Regions from separate parts of the Triticum aestivum genome. Here regions 1 and 2 are each linked to region 3. The links are chromatin contacts, called in public Hi-C maps. All regions are on one chromosome and are shown on one strand. The core of a region is the stretch at or near the end of the contact, and the rest is flanking DNA. Distances in the headings are between cores, read along the strand shown.

Region 1 (4,260 bases), core at 765-3,264, 240 kb after region 3:
TTTTCCAAACACTTTTGCTCTTGTTTTTATGAAATGCTCATTAGCTAGGATGTTATCGAACATTGTAAAATGTGCCTTCAACTTGCTTGGTATTTCTAACAAAGATGGTACAAAATTTCCATGCTGAAGATAAACATTTGATATTTACCGACATTTCTATGGTTTTCTCGGCTATCCGGAAGATTAGAAATCGCATTGTTTTTGATGAAAAAAGAATTACTGACCCCTATGTCCCTATAAATATGATTGCTAGATGGCTGAATGATTGGATTATTTTACAGAAAAAACAAAAAAAATCAAAGAAGATTGACGTGGGCGGTAAAATTTCTATAAATGACAACAAATAAAGTCTTTAAGGCGGTTCAAGAATGGTGTTTTGGAGTGCTTCGGATCCAATAAAGCTTTACCCTTTTGAAGGAAGATGCACCGCAGTTGAAGGCGCGGGAAGGGAGACAAAGCAGTGTGATGTTTTTTCCTTCTCTTTTCGGCTGTCATGTTTAGAACACCTTATTATGCTGTGATGGTTTATTGTAGTTTCCTTAAACCTGTAATATCTTCTGCATAGCGACGTTGATGTAACGTTGCTTTCTGTTCTTGGATGCCTGGTACTGGTAACGGTGATTTGTATTTTTAGAGCACAGGGTGAAACTATTGCCTTGATGGGAGGGCATCCAAGATCATTTAGTCTTTTTGCTACTTTCCCTTTTGGTAGTTTGTAAAGAAGACTGTGGTTTCTACAAGAAAATCGGAGGGGAGCCCTCTTTTTCAAGAAAAATAAAGATAATCTTTCTCCCTCGGTAAATAAGAGTAGGCGCGCTAAGGTTTACGCGGTGGATTTCGGGCAACCAACCCGGCACATCCAATTTTGATCAACAACTTGGAGGAATGGCTGAGTGGCTTAGGGCATGTACAATGGTCGATAAGGTAGTCTTATCTTAAATCTTGCATGTAATTTAGAGATGACAAAAAAACATGTCTACAATGGGTCATCTCTTAGCTTTATCTTCAATAACTAGTTATTCCTAAAAACATGGTGAGACATATTGTGCTAAGAGATCATCTCTTGCCTTCTCTTAATTAAGAGAAGACAAGCCTTCTCTTATGATTTCTCTCTCCTCCACCTCATCATTTATCCTACGTGGCATTGCTAAGATAGAACCATTGTACATGCCCTTACGGAATTGGCTTGCTAAATCTGACATAAAAAATGCATCATGGGCTTGAATCCCGTATCCTTCGGCACGGGAGTAGAAGGGGCGCCAGCACATCCATTAGGTTATATATATACCAGGAAGGAAGGGCCGCAACTACCACAACGGCCGCAGACACCAAAATCCCCTGACCATGTGGCGCGAGATAGCATACAACAGAAGAGCAGCGGCGGTCGTTCGGCGGCGATGCGACGCGCTCATGCATTTCCGAGCACGAACCGAGTTCCGAGGATGGCCGGGTTGGACTTGTGATCGGCGTGTGGAATAAATAAAAACAGGTTGTGTGTAGAATGATCCGATCGGTTGGGAATTAGGAGTATATATACACATGGCGATGAGGTTAGTTGGCTCAGCTGCGGAATGGGCAGGACTGGCCGGTGGACACCGTGGACGCATCGAATCGCTCCGCCGCCCAAAGACCAGTTGATTGATCTGCCCTGTATCTGTATGTATGACTCGCAGACTTTTTTGTAGGGTGCGGCCGATTCAGCGCTGCGCTGCAGGTCCATGCACGAGGAGGGTCGGACCATCTTTGTGCATGTAGCTGGGGCTGGGGCTGGGGCCGGGTGGAGCCGTGGAGGACAAATCAGCAGCAGAATTGCCGGCAGCGCCGTGGTACGATCTGGTGATTGAGATTGAGTGAGTGGCCGATGGAGTTGGCAAGGACAAGTTGCGAGGGGACTCCAATCATGGATGCAGGTGGTGGAGCAAATCAAATCAGGCCGGTGGATGGATAGCTAGCGAGCTAGGAGTAGCTAGCTCTCGGTGCGCGGCGCGGGATTGTGGTGGCAGCCAGCCCCGCCAGGGTGCAAGTGGCACGGCCCGTCCGTCCGCATGCGGTCAGGCCCTGATGGAAAACCCAGTGGACCAAGGACAAGCCTGCCTGCCTGCCTGTGCATCAGTGCTACAGACAGTGGGTGAATGAACCTCGTGGTAGCCTTTGGATACATATATTGACAAGATATGTATACGTGGAAAAGCGAAACTAGCAAAAGCTTTTTTGAGTGGAAACAATATATAGAAGGACTCGAAACCGATCCGGGTGGCTGGTGCTTTTAGGGTGTAAAGATTCATCAGGTGGCGGAGCAGTTGCAGCTAGCATACATGCATAGTAGATGACATAACGCCTTTTGTGAGTATACATGGTGATGGCTCTTGGTTAACCGCTTGTCTTTTCTTCTGGATTCCAAAATTAGGCTGTCAGTTTGTCCGGGGGCTCTTTGTTTCCTTCGTCGCCTCCTTCGGTAGCTGGCGTGTAAAGCGCTTCTCGTGCTCTCCCGTCGTTTTCACGTCGAGTGCTGAGCTAAGGCATCTCCGAGGCTATACCTCAAACGGTCGGACACCTCATTTATTCGTGCCCGCGGACGGGTCGGGCTGGCGCCGGTCATCCAACAGTAGCCCTTTAAAGTCCCCATTTATATCCATCTAAACTGTCTGTGCATTTGATCGAACACATGACGTGCAAAGCCAGCGTGGAGATAAGCGACAGCACGACCGTCAGGGGACCCAGAAAAGAACAGCAGTGGGAGCACAGCCCGGCCAAACAAGCAAGAACGCACGGCGGCCACACCCTCCCTCTGGTATAAGCCAATCGCTGCATTCACATAATATGCAACTAGATTTGGTGTGGCTAGGTGACCTTTATAAGTAACCAAATAAGTTCAGGAAAAAAAAGAGCATAGTAACCAATAGCAGACTCTACTTCTGACTTGTGCTCAGCGGCTTGCTAATTCCATCCTCTGATTCATGATATAAACAGGTTTAGAAAGTATGCCGGTCGAACACTTTCAGGTCTGATAATCAGTATAGAAAAGAATACCATGTAAAATTTCAAAGTGATATGACTAGATTTGGTATGGAATATTCAGCCTAGCCAAAAGTGCGAGCATTTGTCCCACACATTATTTTCTATAGGAACAATTCAAGTGAATGTAAATATGACTCGAAACAAAGTTGTCCTATAGCTTCATCTGACCAGCACCACCTCTGAATGAACCATATAAAGGTCTCGACCTCCTGAAGCTGAATATATCAGTTATTCGATGCGAATGCGGTGGCGGAGCATCATGAATAATCTTTTCGTATTCGGAGGAATGGAGACCGCCATAGATTTGAATGCTAAGGATCTTCTTTTCTGGTGCGCCAACCTTGACATGATTATCAAAGAACTCTATCAGCTCTTCCTTCTTAAGCTCCTCCAGTGCAGCAATCTGCAATTGCAGAAATCCAAGCATTCAAAAACAACACCCCAAAACAGAAAACGACTGCCTTTTCCTCAGAAAAGAAAACGATACCCGCAAGCACAACACATGATACCCGCAAACACAACACATTAAACAAATGAACAAGTCTACATGAACCCCTGAACGCTAAACCCAGGTAACCAGCCCCCTAATGTTTGTAAAAACAGTTATTACAAATAACCTTATTCCACTATATTCTAAGGTGTTTCACAGGGTGGTTTTGCACGCATGGTGTGACCAGTGGGCACAACATGCTATTCTCTCCTTTCACTGTTCAATTCTTCCTCACTGACACGGCAAGCAGCCGCAGCCCATTGTTCATATCCACAGAGTCAAAGAAAAAGCTGTGCACATCGATGGAGCAGCTGCAACCCACCCCCGAAGCCAGCAGACCCAGCCAGTGACAGCCAAATCCCTAATCTGAGAGGAGATGGTGCGGATGATGGAGATTGAATGCGGTGGGTGATCAGTAACTTGATTGTGCACTCTAGTTTGATGAGAAGGATCTGACTGCTTTACTTCCTGTCCAAAAAAGGTCATCTGCCTGTGCTGGCTAAAATGATGGATGCAGCTGATCTCCCTATCTGCCCTTCTCTGGGCATACAGACTGGACGGTCATTTTTGTCTCACCTAACTTGTACCCGTGTTCATGCGGTCTTCTTAAGGCTCCCTACACAATGTCACCTCCATATCCCTTCACCTCTCGTCTTCACGACCAATGCGCCACACCACGTATCTATGTATGCCACCACGACCATTTGACTCGCATCGGCTAAAGGCCATTTCGTTTTCACCATCATCAAAAA
Region 2 (4,469 bases), core at 680-3,179, 150 kb before region 3:
GCGGCCGTCCTCGCACACAGTGTCGGGTTGTGATCCAGCAAGGCATGTGTAGCACGCGGTGTTGCATCAGCTTGTGATAATATTTCAGCATGAGAGTATTGGGATGGCATTAGGGCACGAGCTTAGGTGCCGAGAGAGAGGGAACGAGGCGAGACGACGACCACCACATCACACTACTGGATAGAAACGAATGAGACGATAACTCGATAAGCTTTCGAGAAGCTTAGTGTGACTTGCCCCTCTTGCCTTCAAGTCACCCGTTTGATCGTGCGCGATCCAACGGCCGGCTGGACGACCGATGCAAGCACATGATCAGTCGGTTAGACCTCTCCCAATGCATTGGTGTTAAAGTGGGGTGCTAAATGCATTAAAATGCTTAGCAACTAATGTCCTCAATGCATCGGTGCTTAGTTTTTGCAGCTAAGCCTCCTCTATTTAATTGTTTATTACTAATAAAACTCCTTCATGTATTGGTTGGTAGTCTTTTTGCCTAGGTCCACGTGCTTAGCATTGGTTCTTATTGGGATCACCATAATACTCTCTCTCCTCTTTAATTGCTTTGCCACATCATTTTTCTGCCTACGTGGCACCCTTAGCACCTGTACACCATGGAGCACTGGGAAGGGCCTTAGAGCATCTCCAACAAGCGCGCAACGCGCCGCGCGCTAAAAACTACTTTGCCGCGCGCGCTTCGCCTGGTTTTGCGCGGCCCGCAACGCTGGCTCCAACAGCCGCGCTAAAATGCAGCGCGCGCGCCGCTCCAGCAGTGCGCAAAAAATGCAGCGCACATAGTCTGCTTCATGATATAAATGCGTATATCCAGGCTTCTCCAACGATATATAGTTCTACTACGTCCACATAGCCTGCTTCTATGATACAAAATAAAATTGGCTTCTCCAACGATATATAGTTCTACTACTACTCGTTCTCCGACTCAGACTCTGCCTCGGTGATGTCCTCCTCCGATGTCTGAGCGTAGGCGTCAAGGAACCGCTCGTCGCAGGAGTCCCAGGACGACGCATCTCCTAGCGCCATGTTGTATTTAGCGACCGCCTTCCGCGTTCGGTTGTCCTCGCGATAGGCGGCTCGCGCCTTCCTCCTTTCCTCCCTCTCCGCCCTCCTCTCGGCGAAGAACTGTTCTTCGTTGATGATGTCTTGCGGGAAGCGTTGCCTCCACACCGCCATGGCTTACTCGTCCATCTCGGCCAGGCTAAGACGGCGCTCCCGCCTCCGGTGTTTACGACGATCCTCGTCAGTGGTAAGCCGCGGGAAAGGCACCAACTCCTGTGCCCGCTCCCGCGTCGACACGTCGGTGAAGTTCATGTCCCAACGTGACCGGCGGAGGCGCCACGCCGCAGCGTCGTATGCGCGCGCCATCCTGGGCGGTGTCAAAGGTTTCGAGGCCGAGGCGCACGCCGCCGCCCGACTGAATTGAGGCGGAGTAGGTGCCGGACGGGCGCACGCGGACGCCGCGGTAGCCTGAACCTCCCCGGCGGCGAGGCGGCATGGTGACGCGGTGGTGGCGGCTCGGCGGCGAGGAGGGAAAGCAGTGGAGAGAGCGAGAGAGAGCGGCAGATGGCGCTGCAGTTTTAATAGGCGCGCGCGAAGCGGCGCGCCAAATCTTGCACGCGAGCTGCCACCTTTTTTCCGTGCGCGCGCAATCGTTTCCCGCGCGCATTTGTTTCCCGCCACCGCTGGAGCGCGCGAAACCGGTCGGCGCGCGCTAAAAAGCACTTTTACCGCGTGAGCGCGTCTTCTAGCGCGCCCGTTGGAGATGCTCCTAGGGTGGGGGATTGACTACAGTCACCGTACGGTGACACTTTTCCCGTTACCCTCTCACCACCGACTCCACCTTACCCCACAAACAAAGCGCGTGCCAACTATGAACACGGGCCCGCGGTCATACGAGTACCTGGCATAAACTGCAGACAAGTCCGAGGGCCTGCCCGAAAACACACCGTCAAAACGTTTTGTAATCGATTTCGTGCCCCTTCCGCGTGCGTGCGAGCGACCTTCTCCCCCTCTTCCCTGCCGGTGGCAGCCGTCGGAGCGGACGGGGCGCGCGTCGTCGAGTTTGCCCGGATCCCCCGAAGCGCGCGCGGTTCCGGCGGGCCATGGGCACGCCGGAGTTCCCTGACCTGGGGCGGCACTGCAGCGTCGGCGACTGCCACCAGATCGATTTCCTCCCCTTCACCTGCGACCGATGCGACTTCGTACGTTTCCGCCTCCCATGTCCCTCTGATTCGCTCTTGTGTTCGTTGACCGGATTTGACTATGGATTGGCGTGAAAATTGGGTCAATTGCGTTTAGAGGTTGGGCCTGTCTAAGTATTCTTCTGTGGATTATGGAACGCAAGAATCGTTCCTTATCTGTAGACGCGGTTTCCTGAAGTAGATCCTGGGATTAGTAGTTTGGGCGGGGAGACCTTGCCTGGGTTTTACTTGTTGTGATCTGGCAGCCTACTGAAACCAAATTATTCTTGTCAATGTCCCTTGACTGGGCAGCAGGGAAGACCCTTTCTTTCTCCAGTTCTGTGCAATAGAGTATCAACGCCTGCCATCTTGAAGCAGTGCTTCTGCTCGCTTTGTTGCTGAAGTAGAGTTCTTGTGTCACCGCTTGGTGTTTCATCAATTAGTGAAATGCTCTGCATGACCTTTTGGGAGATGCTCAAGAAATGCTTTGTTTGATTGAAACATTTGTTTCAAGTCTGCTGTGCTTGGTTAATAGTTTATGGACACATATTTCTGGACTCGAATGTAAAACCTGCTTTATCCTAACTGCCATTGCCATGTACTAAAGTAAAAGGAACTTTCTGTAAAGAATATTATTGAAGAAACATCAAGCAAACATGTCTACATGGTTTAACTGAAAAACATGCCTTCATGTGCCTTTTTATAACATTATAAGGAAATATTTGATTTTGTCCTGGAGCACACTACTTTATGCATTACATAATACTGCCTACGTAACCTTTTATAAGACGTTTTGATAGTCTATGACAGTGTCAAAAAACGTCTTATATTAAGTTACAGAGGGAGTTATAAGCAACTATTGCTGTACCAGGAAATGGTGGCCTCTACCAAAACCTTGGGGGGGGGGGGGGGGGGGGGGGGGGGGCGGCATAACAGTGTTGTATTAGCTGCACCCCCTGAAGCCCTTCCATTCTCGTTGCAACATGCAGTTCCTACATATGACCTGCCGATGCTTACCTTAATTTTTGTCTAAAAACTTTGAAGTGTGGCACAAACAGATTTTGAATGCCATATCCTTATTTATCACTGCACTGTAAATATAAGGGATAAAAAATCCCTTCCTTTTCACCCAAAATATGTTCAATCCTTCTGGACTTCCTGAATTTCTTAATATAATACTCCATCCGTCCCAAAATAAGTGACTCAACTTTGTAATAAAGTTAGTACAAAGTTGAGTCCTTATTTTGGGACGGAGGGAGTATAAGATTGCAGAATTGCATTGAGGATGTAGTCATGTATAGTAATTTGTGAAGGATGAAGTTTTTTGCTGAGTTAATTGTATTCAATTATTTTTACAGAATGTGTAGTATTTATTCTTATGGAAATTCAGTTTATATTGCATTCTGAAATTATTTGCCTTTTAAAATGCACGGGCACCTTAAGTCTAAACAGTTCTGTCATCACTAAGTGCAGCCAGCCATTGTGCTAATATGGCTATTGTATGATTGTTCAGGTCTTTTGCCTTCAGCACCGAAGTTATACATCACATAAATGTCCAAAGGCTAATAACAAGGATGTCACTGTTGTCATCTGCCCACTATGTGCTAAAGGAGTTCGTCTGAATCCAAATGAAGATGCAAACATCACCTGGGAGTCTCATGTTAATATCGATTGCGATCCATCAAATTACCAGAGAGCAACAAAGAAAAAGAAATGCCCAGTTCCTGGGTGCAGAGAACAACTGACATTTTCGAACACAATCATGTGCAAAGATTGCAGCAAAGAGCACTGCCTCAAGCACAGATTTGGTCCTGATCACAAGTGCCCGGGCCCAAGAAAACCAGAACCTACCTTCCCCTTTGCCAACATGCTAAGAAGAAGTCAGAAAGTTGAGCCACGCGCGAACAGCAGTGGCAGTGGTTCTTCCTGGTGGAGCTCCAGCCTTTTGAATGCAGCATCAAGTTTCAGATCATCGGCAGAAGCAGGAATGCAGAAACTGAGCATTGCCACCAGCGAAGCTGTCCAGAAGGCTAAGGATGGGGTCACCCCGAGCAGCAGTGGTGGTGGCCTTGTGGAGCAATGTGTTCAGTGTCCAGCAAGGTTTTCCACTGTGGGGGCCCTAATCGAGCACGCCGAGAAATCCCATGGGAACAACTCGCAACCGAGCCGTGGCAAAGTGACGATTGATGCTTGCCCCAAATGTAGCAAGGGATTTCAAGATCCGGTGTTACTAGTGGAGCATGTTGAGAGGGAACATGGAGGAACTTCAAAAGCATA
Region 3 (4,446 bases), core at 1,201-3,700:
TCGCCGCGCCGATCATGGGGCCGACCCAGAAGATCCACTGCAGCAAACAAATTAAGCCAAGATGAGATCAAAGCAACTTAACATGAAAATGGAATGGTGGTTTGGAGCGTGCAAGTAAATACACTAGATAGTACGGTACCTGATCATCCCAGGCCTTGTCCTTGTTGTAGATGACGGCGGCGCCCAGGCTCCTGGCCGGGTTGATGCCGGTGCCGGTGATGGGGATGGTGGCCAGGTGGACCATGAACACGGCGAAGCCGATGGGGAGGGGCGCCAGCACCTGGAGAAAGACACAAGCAAAGCAAACATAATAGCATGAGACCCAAATTACTTTCTCAACTGAACTAATCGGCACTCCCCATGCCGGGTCGTTTTCAGGTTGCTGGTTCTTCAAGCATGGCATGGCCATGCGTGCTCCGGCCGTCCGCATCATGGGAGTGCTGGAGGACACCCAAAGTCGTGAAAGGCCGGCCACTTGCCGCCCCTTTTGATTGAACGGGAAGGAAACTAGGTGGAGCGGCAACGAGCGTGGAGTGAAGGCTCCTTTTCCCTCTCCCTCCCGGCACATACGCCGGCCTCAGTGCGCGCTTCACCGCCCCAAAAGACCAGAGCCAGTGACTACCAGTACGATGGCATATTTTGACGGGATCGGGCAAAGCGGCCGAACATCACGTTTTGTCACCACGAAACCGCACCTTCACTAGTGCCCTCGCAAAAAGGGATGCTCGCACCATCCCTCACCGGACAGAGTAGTAACTCTCAACTTTTTAGATCATGTAACTCTGAATTTAGCTAGCCACATGCAGCCAAGGAGAGGTAATTTGTACTACAAGACCAATAATTCATCGTGGATGTCAGGGTGGGGGCCCTGGGCAATAATTCACCAGCCAGCGCTGGACGAAATCGGCCATGTGTTATCACACCCAAACAGCTCAGCTTACTGTTGGGGCCACATCGGCCAAGGCCATGGATGAGATGGGACTTAACTGGAATAGTAAACATACTTATCACAGTAGTGACTGTCTGAGTGTCTGGCCACGCGGACGTGTACTACTCCACTAGATGCATCTGGATTCTTCATTCTTGCGTCAATTGCAGTGCCAGTTCAACTATTACGACCCACATTTACGCCTACGGGAAGACTTATGTCTACTGTTATGGAGAAAAACATTTTCCTACTCCCTCCGTCACGGTTTAGAAGGCGCGCTAGGAAATTCTTTCGGACCTATGTGGTTATCTATTGGTTGTGAGATGGGTTAAAAAATAGCATTCATACTGCACATGTATATAGAAATAGTACTATCGAAGTATTAATTAGCTACTAGAAATAAATGCAATGCGTCTTAAACCTTGTCTATTGTGGACACACGCAAATTTAACTGTGCCTTCTAAACTGTGACGGAGGGAGTAAAGCATCATGGCAGTACTTAATTTTTACAAAAAAAAAAACTCCCTAACATTCATACATACTATCCTCCTTTTTGTTCATCCTAGATGATATATCTAGGATAAAGGAGTATCATTCTACCCATTTTGTTCATCGTATAGGATATTCTTGCTTTCCCCCTTTTTGTTCATACGTATGCATCATGCTCCTCATTTTGGACGATCTATCCTCATGGCATGCCATCTTCAGTTAAGCTCTAACAACTAGCTTTACTTTTCTTATACGAACAAGAAATCTTTACTTTTTCAAAAGAATTCTGCGGCATGTCGTGCTTACCGGGACGTGAGAGTCGCGCGCGCTGCGCTTGGGGTCGGTGGCGGAGAAGACGGTGTAGACGAGCACGAAGGTGCCGATGATCTCCGCGGCGAGGCCGGTGCCCTTGGAGTAGCCGGCGGCGAGCGTGTTGGCGCCGCCGCCGTACCTGACGAAGTAGGCGCTCTGGAAGGCCTTGACGAGGCCGACCCCGCACATGGCGCCGAGGCACTGCGCAATCATGTAGAGCAGCGCGCGGACCAGGGAGACCTTGCGCGCCAGGAAGAGGCCGAAGGTGACGGCCGGGTTGATGTGGCCCCCGGAGATGCCGGCGGTGCAGTAGACGAGGACGAAGATCATGCCGCCGAAGGCCCAGGCGATGCCGAGCACGCCCACGCCGCCGCACGCCGCGTCGGCGGCGGCGTTCACCGCGGGGTCCGTCTGGTGCTTGTACCCGATGACGGTGGCCACGGTGATGTAGAGGAAGAGCAGCGTGGCGATGAACTCCGCGATGACGGCGCGGTACAGCGACCAGGAGGCCAGCTCCGCCGCGTCGATCAGCGGGGCCGGCGGCGGGTCCGTGTAGTCCTTGGCCGCGAAGTCGCCGCCGCCGCCGGTCTCCATCACCTCGTCCTTGGCCATCGGCGTGTAGCTAGCCTTCCTTGCTGTTCCTTCTCGCTGCAAACCTGACTGGAAAAAATGGAGGTGGGGCTTGCGGTGTGTGGTGGGGGAGTGACGAGAGGAGAGGAGAGGAAGGTGGTATTTATGGAGCGGGGGAGAGGCGGTAGGTAAAAGACAACAAGGCGAGGGTGTGTGGTGTGTGTGCGATCGACGGAGGGGCTCGTGTCCTTGATTGAACAGAAAACTGAGCTAGTGACGGAGTAGTATTTTCTTCTTCTGAATTCTATTTGTATTTGTACGAGTAGGAGGAGTATTTAATTTGCTGATAAGACTGAATGGGCCTTTTGTTTTTCTGCTGCAGTGAAGTGAGGTGGATAAGCTGTTGGGGCATGTGCAAACGCCACATTCCAGGATTCACGGATATCTCTTCCCTCCATTAGAAGTTTGGAGAGCTTGCCGACTGAGCATTGTGACAAAATGAAGACGATAGGTGTTTCGTAGATTAGGGCGTCTCCCCAAAAACGAACAGTATCGTGTCAGACATCCAACCGTGTAGCTCAAACGGGCCGCATATATTTCAAACGTCAGAAGATTTTTCACACAAACTAGAATTTTTCATTTAAACCGGGCTACATTCATCACATTTTCGTCATAAACAAAAGGGTTCAGAAGTTAAACTAGTCTAATGATGTGTTTGGTTAACTGCATAGAGCCCAACCAGGACTGCGCAGGAAAAAAGAGCATGTTTGGTTGCATACAAGTAGGCCAGGCTCACATCGACACGAACCTTAAAGCAGTTCAGAGCCTGGCTCGCTGGGAATGCCCGAATCGGCCATTTCGAGCGAGTCAGGCTGAGTCGGGGGCAAAAGCGGGGCACAACGTACGCCATGGTGCGGGTGGGAATAAAGGCGGAGATGGTGGGAGAAGGAAATCGACGGAGGTGGGATGGCGTGAAATGGCACAGAGGCTCTACGGATGCTTCAAATGAAAAGAGCACCTTTCTCCAGGCTTGTGCAAACATTCAGGAGCAAGGGGCTGCATGAAGATAGCATCCACACCTTTGTGGAATACCAAGTTGTCATATTCCTGCATGTTGTAGGTCATAACCAGAGGTTTAGGGTTATCTACAACACGTTCAGGAGATCATTGAAGACCATTTCCAGGTATTTCAAGCAAGTGTTGTATGTTGTTGGGGAGCTCAGAGGAGAGATGATCAGGTCACCAACCGGGCAAACTCCTAGTAAGATACGCACTAGCCCAAGATGGTATTCATATTTCAAGGTGAGCACTAATCGTAGTTCATGCATTCACATGCTTGTCATGCCATTTTTAGGATTGCCATAACACCATCATGTCATACCATTTTCAAGATTGCATTGGCGCAATAGATGGTACTCATGTGACTGCTAAAGTGCCGAGGTCACAGGCCGTAGCATACACGGGTAAAAAGCACACAAGCCAGAATGTTCTCGATGCGGTTCACTTCGCTGAGAAGTTCACATATGTGTTTACTGGGTGGGAAAGATCAACCCATGATTGTTTACATTCTAACTGACAACATGTCTAGACCTGATGGCATCAATATCCCCGATGGCCAGTTCTACCTATCAGATGCTGGCTATGCATGTCGGCCTGGTGTTCTTCTAACCTTTCAGGAAAACCAGGTACCATGTGAACAAGTTCTCTTCCAGGAACTATTCCAGGACTCCACAGGAACTGTTCAATCTCAGACACTCTAGCTGTAGAGTTACGGTTTAGAGGGCATTTGGGGCTCCGAAGAACAGGTTTAAGATCCTGTATCATAAGCCCTTCCAGCCTTACCCTACCCAGGTTAAGTTTGTTATTGCATGTTGTATCCTCCATAACTGGATCCTACAATGAGGGTGTGATAACCTTATGTCAGAGGAGGAAGAGGTGACACCTAATGATGTTATTAGCTTCGGAAGAGCACGAGGATGGACTTCCACCTAGTTAGCATCGATGAACTTTCCCCAATTCAGCCATATGGCTCTTAAATTTGTACTGCCATTTGTTAGTAGCTAGGATGATCTGCCATTTATTTCCTAGCTAGGACTGAGACGATGTTCAAATCGTGTGTGGTAAGGTCATCACTAGTGAGAAGTGGT

Evidence for each region. Hi-C and Micro-C count contacts between places; a contact is called where the count stands out from the background.
Region 1: a contact with region 3 is called in a Hi-C map of leaf, with 9 times the contacts expected there. The contact joins the enhancer-like site here to the promoter of LOC123044490 in region 3. A contact is called at or near these places in 4 of 5 Hi-C or Micro-C datasets (leaf and an unstated tissue) and 1 of 1 datasets of contacts at active chromatin or transcription factors (leaf).
Region 2: a Hi-C map of leaf shows a contact between it and region 3, with 3 times the contacts expected there. The contact joins the promoter of LOC123044491 here to the promoter of LOC123044490 in region 3. A contact is called at or near these places in 2 of 5 Hi-C or Micro-C datasets (both in leaf).

The regions. Positions count from the first base shown.
Region 1 is chr2B:224,481,470-224,485,729 of IWGSC CS RefSeq v2.1, reverse strand. LOC123044489 (insulin-degrading enzyme-like 1, peroxisomal) reads right to left here. Exons shown (of 26, transcript XM_044467228.1): 26 at 2,935-3,421. The coding sequence ends at 3,170. Among protein-coding and RNA genes, the nearest start is that of LOC123044489, 19 kb to the right of the region's middle. Within about 2 kb of position 2,014, at least 7 of the 8 cell types and tissues checked have an H3K27ac peak or open chromatin away from gene starts, as enhancers often do. A contact at or near this core is called in leaf, where this site is marked.
Region 2 is chr2B:224,867,365-224,871,833 of IWGSC CS RefSeq v2.1, reverse strand. It overlaps LOC123044491 (zinc finger AN1 and C2H2 domain-containing stress-associated protein 16), which reads left to right and starts at 1,929. Exons shown (of 2, transcript XM_044467230.1): 1 at 1,929-2,213; 2 at 3,706-4,469. The coding sequence starts at 2,115.
Region 3 is chr2B:224,720,889-224,725,334 of IWGSC CS RefSeq v2.1, reverse strand. LOC123044490 (aquaporin PIP2-1) reads right to left here and starts at 2,450. Exons shown (of 3, transcript XM_044467229.1): 1 at 1,724-2,450; 2 at 140-280; 3 at 1-37. The coding sequence starts at 2,341.